Linked DNA regions of Mus musculus: region 1 is linked to region 2. Evidence: chromatin contacts called from public HiChIP or PLAC-seq data. All regions are on one chromosome and are shown on one strand. The core of a region is the stretch at or near the end of the contact, and the rest is flanking DNA. Distances in the headings are between cores, read along the strand shown. Region 1 overlaps Heg1 (heart development protein with EGF-like domains 1). Region 2 overlaps Rubcn (RUN domain and cysteine-rich domain containing, Beclin 1-interacting protein).

Evidence for each region. HiChIP or PLAC-seq counts read pairs in DNA pulled down with a chosen protein or histone mark.
Region 1: a contact with region 2 is called in a FOXA1 HiChIP or PLAC-seq map of pancreatic cancer cells. The contact joins two enhancer-like sites. A contact is called at or near these places in 2 of 484 Hi-C or Micro-C datasets (the N1E-115 cell line and cortical neurons) and 1 of 115 datasets of contacts at active chromatin or transcription factors (pancreatic cancer cells).

The regions. Positions count from the first base shown.
Region 1 is chr16:33,737,985-33,740,775 of GRCm38.p6, reverse strand. Heg1 (heart development protein with EGF-like domains 1) reads right to left here. Exons shown (of 15, transcript NM_175256.5): 8 at 2,493-2,551; 9 at 2,053-2,213. Among named protein-coding and RNA genes, the nearest start is that of Heg1, 55 kb to the right of the region's middle. Within about 2 kb of position 1,340, at least 81 of the 459 cell types and tissues checked have an H3K27ac peak or open chromatin away from gene starts, as enhancers often do. A contact at or near this core is called in pancreatic cancer cells, where this site is marked.
Region 2 is chr16:32,820,980-32,823,679 of GRCm38.p6, reverse strand. It overlaps Rubcn (RUN domain and cysteine-rich domain containing, Beclin 1-interacting protein), which reads left to right. Exons shown (of 19, transcript NM_172615.4): 19 at 1-1,978. Among named protein-coding and RNA genes, the nearest start is that of Smbd1, 12 kb to the right of the region's middle. Within about 2 kb of position 1,404, at least 67 of the 459 cell types and tissues checked have an H3K27ac peak or open chromatin away from gene starts, as enhancers often do. A contact at or near this core is called in pancreatic cancer cells, where this site is marked.

The DNA of each region.
Region 1 (2,791 bases), core at 91-2,590, 920 kb before region 2:
GGCCATCCTAGGCTGGGAAATCCCACTCTGATTGGGTATTTTCTGGAAGTCAATGTTAAGTTCTCCTTCCATCCTGCCCACTGATCTAGGCTGCTAACGAATATTCATTGCCAAAAGCAACCAGTTCCTGCCTGCTGCCAGATTTCTGCTTGAACAGGGAGGGCAGGCCCCGCCCCTCCAATGAGGAGTGGCTTTCTCAATGAACGTGTCTCATAAAGCCACCCAAAAGGACCATGCAGAATCTCACTTAAATCGATCCTTGGTGATGTGAGTCTTCTGCATTCACCGTTCCCATGGTCTTTCCTGGGCATAACATCCGTCAAGATAGACAATGAGTACTCAGTAAGCCAAGGCTGAGGCCATGAGGGGGGATTTCCAAAGTCTCTAAATCCCAGGAGACCATGAGGACTAAAGGGCTTTGAAAGGAGGGAGATGGACATTCTCTGAACTGAGGGGACAAAGCCCTTCTCGCCAGCGGCAATGTCCAGAGCATCCTAGTGCTGCCCGGATGCTAGAAACCCAAAGGTGTGCAGCACCTGCTGGTCTAGCCTCCTCTCTAGCTCCAGAAAAATTACCAAGAGCCAGAGCTGGATCCTTTGGCAAAACCTAGAGAAGATCTGGAGGAAAAACAGATGTGAGTCCAATTTTGGCTACTAGGCATGGCTGTCTTTATGCTCAAGGGACTGGAAGGGAACACAGTGAGGATGGCCTCCTCATGGGGACAAGAGTCTTTCTATAGGCCACATGGGGGCAGTCCAAGCAAAGCAGCTGGGTGAGCGAGCACTCCTGCTAGGGCAGGCTCTTGCGCATCCACACAATCTTGCCAACTTGATCTGCAAAGCACAGATGCACAAGCTGGCAACAGAAAAGTACCTTGGTCCAATGCTGACCACGCCAAATGCAGTCTAGAAATGGTTAGCAAACTGAAGGGTGCCTACCTCACTGGGAGGAAAAATAGTACCCTGGAGCCCTGGGCATGAGAAACAAAACCATACAACCAGAGAGCCTCAAAGTATCCAGCACCCTAGAACAGGGCATGAACTTTGAACAAAAACACTCCAACTCTGTTATGTTCAGCTCATTTCCCCCCAGTTACTAAGTAGCCAGCCCCCCAGAGCCTATCTCAGGGTGAAAGCATCAGCTCCCAAGCTCTGCAGTGCAACTGTTCACTCGAGGAAAGCTCTGGACCAGCAGTTACAACATCCTGACCCACTGGGAATGGCCTAGACTAACCAGCGGATATGGCACCAAAACCTGATACCTTCAATTTATGTCTAACATCTGGATGCCAGATGGGGGAGACTTAGCCTAAGCTCTCCTTCCTTTGCCAGACCTCAACCACTGGTCCAATGAGCTAACCAGAGTACACTTTGATCACCAAGAGGGACTAGCCCACTGTGTCTAGGGGCGGTTCTCATTCCAGCAAAGTGTTCTTCTCCCAGCTATAAAACTATCCCTGAAAGACGCAAGTCTGTCTTCCAGACTTGTCCTGAGTCACCTTTCTCATTGGCCTTACCCCAACACAGGGCAAGAGCCTCCGACCAAACAAGAACAAAGGAAGGGAGAGTCCTGTCATTACGGCACTCCTGGGAGCATCCTGCCATGCTCCCTCTTAGTCATTCTATGGTTTTATGATAGAAAACAAACAAAAGATAGGTAATACTGCATGAGCATAGCTCTTTGTTTTTTCTTAGTCATCACCATATAAAGATTGTTGGATCATTGGCAACTTGACAGACTCTATATGTCACTTTCTGTCTCCCCAGGAAGCGGGAGTAACAGCTTTTGGTTCCTTCAGCTCCTGTAATATCTTCCTCTCACCCTGGCACTGTATAGAAGAAAAGAAGGAGCCAGATACCAAGGAGCTGATGCTGTAAAAGGCCATGTGTAGACAGATGTGTGCACTGAGTGTCATGAAGGCTTGTGCTTATAACTTCTAAAGACAAGCTCTGTGAAGGAGCTTTTCTGGGCCTGAGTCCCCAAACCTCCCATCTCTAAGTCTATGCCTACCTGCAAGAGCAGGTTTCCCCCCCTAGAGGACTCCCATCTTACCTCGAAAGACCCGCCTCTGAGACCCCAAGAGCTGGCAGACTTCAGCAGAGGACCTGCAGGAGTTGACATATTTCTGGATCCTGTCTGCCAGGTCAAACAGTGTCACATTGGAGGCCAGGGCAAAGGTGGTTTTCAGTGAGATGAAAACTGTACTGGGCTCCCTGTGGGCAAAGTTAGCAAGGCCTTAACTGACTTGAAATGACATGTGGGTTCCAGGTAGCTTGCAAAGTACATGTTACTGCCATTCTCCACAGAAAAAATAGGAGAGTATAAAGGCCCAGAGACCGTGGTCTTGGGTTACCCGGTGTATTGGCTGTAAAACAGAGACTGGCTTTATTTTGATCACTCATTTGGGAACAGTACCACTTCACACACACACACACACACCCCCCCCCAATTCCACAGATCAGATCATAAGCAAAAGAAATTCTGTTTCTCACCTAGACACATGGGCTGTAGTTCGGATATAACCGGGCAATGTTGAAAAACACACGTTTAGCTGAAATGAAGAACCCGGTTGTCAGACAAAATCCTTGAGCCAAGAAACAATTTCCTATTTTCAGGATAAAATAGGTAGTTTCTATCGCCACCAAGGTATCAGCAGGCAGTTTGACTCAAAGCAGTGCGGCCTTTGTATCCCCGCCCCCCTCCTAAATATCTTTCTGTTGTTCCCCAGGGCAGATAGTGGATTAGTAGGGAAATCTCAGCAGGAAATGTTCAGAGCAGCATCCTCGAAAAC
Region 2 (2,700 bases), core at 155-2,654:
ATACCCACTGTTGACTTAGTTCCTCAGAGTCTGAGCCAGGCCTCTCTCAGCCAGCGACCTTCTCCTTTGCTGCTGAAGCAGGAGAATGGTCTTTTCTTAGGCCTAGTCCTAACAGAGACTAAGACTGTGCCCTGAGTCACGGGAGAGAAGGGGGGTATACAACGGGCATTCTGTCTGGCCACTTAGGTATACGGGGGGGCAGGGCAGGTAGGAACAGAACCATCCTTGTTCTAGCATCTTCGGGATCTCAAAGGGCAACCATGACTTCCCTGTTTCAAATATTCCTGGCATAGGTGGGCACAAGCTGGTTTGTGTACTCTGGTGGGCTTGGATCAAAGACCAGATCCGAGTCTTAGGTCAGGCCACAAGCCTATAAGTGCGGCTACAGCTGGTGCTTAAGGGGCGGCTTTTTCAGATAGGCATCTCCTCCGGGGTGGTCAGTCTCTCAGTTAACTATCGTGAGTGCAGGTGTGCTTCATGCTCAGGCAAGTCCCTGATGCTACCTAAGGCGAGGATAGAAACCCCTCCCACCATCTGAATAGTGGGTTCCTTACTGCTCTGTACGACTATGTGGTCATTGTGGTTCCAGTACTGATATGACCCAACTCCATTCTCTGTCCCCTTCCTCCAGAGAGCTGCAGCCCTTCCTCTTGGCTGATCTCTTGCCTTAGTTTCTTTTCTCAGAGTTGGGGGAAGCCAGCCAACTAGTAGCACTAAGTAAAGCACTTGGCAGTTTGTGAATGTGTCTGTTTGCTCAGAGTAACAGGACCTTTATGCAGTTAACTAACTCTTCAGCTTTGTAATCTATGTCAAACCATCCATTTCATGGTACTAATTTTAATAGACTCTTCCCCTATCACCTAATGTGCATTTTTTGTGGGAATTGCCCTGGACTAGGCTGCACATGATGGTGGTGGTGTTTGAGTTGCTGCAGCACCGACCTCGGTAAACACTGGTCAGGGCTGCCTCTCAGAGCCTGGCAGTTCTGTGAACTTAATCCACAGCCCTCTTGTTCTGGAGCTGGCCTGTGGCTTCCTGTACTTGACCGCTAGTAAAATCATTGGTCCAGGCAGTGTCGCAAGCCGTCAAATGGAGTTGCATGTTGTTGATGGAAGCTGACAGGTAGCTGTGCTTAGAGGGAACGAGGGATCTCCCAGAGAGGCAGAAGGGGCATGACATAACAGCCAAGCTGAGCTCCAGCAGAGCAAGAGGGAGCATGCCAGGCTAGTTCCAAGGTGTGGCTCCTCTGCCTCACACTTGGGATCTGACAACTACATGGACTGGGACTGCTCTCAGTAGTCGATGAGGCAGAAAGCCGAGGCCAGAGCCAGTTCTGCAGAGCTGGTTAGAAATCCCTCCCAATTCACTTATCACTGAGTCAGACCTCAGAGACAGACTCTGACTCCAGGTCCAGTTCCTGGCTGACTTCCGTCCAGCTGCTCAGTGAAGTCACCACACTGGAGGAGACTCCACCCATGCTCCCAGTCTACAAAGGCTCAAGCAGCCTCACTGACGTCCCTGTTCCTTTCCACCTCCCCACCCCACCCCATCCCTCTAGGTCACATACCTTCTAGAGCTCCTGAGTCCGCTGTCATTACTCACCAAATACCCATGTCTGTTTATTTGAGGAGCCGGAGCAGGGGGTGTGGTGAAAGCACTTTGTCACTTACAGTATCTGAGGATCCCCTGCTACACTGATGGGAGGTGGGGATGGAGCTTAGGGAGGGGAGCAGCACTCTGTACAGAGGGGACAGCTCCAAGTGCTCTGCACTTAAGGGGCCCTTCGTCCTCTGCTGAGGGCTGGAGAGCTTTTGCCGAAGAGAAAAGGAGCAAGAGTCTAAATGAAAACGCTGTTTGTGTACAACCTGTGTTTAGAACTGGATTCTCACCTGCTGTAATTTACGCACATCCTGACAGTCCATGGTCATCTTTAATAAACTAAGGAAAATAAATCTTGCCTTTTATTTACCTGCCTTGACGACTGTGGAATGGTTTTGTGTGTTTACTGAAAAGCGACTGCATCTGAAAATTCCTGTGATTTTTGTGGACTCTCCTCCACGTGACTCTTTTGTTAGTTGTTCTATTAAGGTTATTGTTGTTGGGTTTTAAACACAGGGTCTCACCATGTATCCCAGACTGGCCTCAAACGTGGAATCCTCCTGCCTCTGCTGGGATGATAGGTCACACACCATCACACACTATACACGTGGCTCTTTAGATGTCTCTCTGTCATCTCCCACCGTGGTCTAAAACCAACATTTATCTCTGCAAACCTTACCGTTGGTGACTCGGCTCTGAAAGCTGACTTCCTGGCATAGGAAGGGGTCAGTTCACACTTCTGACATCAAGTTTGTTGATTGTCCTTTTCTTTGGCTGTATCGAATTCCATTCCTCCCACTCCTGCACAAATGCTGACTGTTCTCTCAGTTGTCTGGGGTCTCACCAGCTTCTTCCTGTTCATTCACTTTCAACAAATATTCCATTACCCACTACACACCAATGTCTGTGGTAGTCTGCGGGGCTAGAGCAGAGAGCAAAGTGGAGACAGGCCCTCCCATAAGGAAGTAAAACACCTGTGTGGCCCACAGATGTTGCACGAAATCACCAAAGTGAATGGATAGTCAGCCATCTGTGCCTGCAGGTCTTGGTTAAAAAGCTGAACATGGTGACATATAATCCTAGCACTTGGGAGGCTCAAAA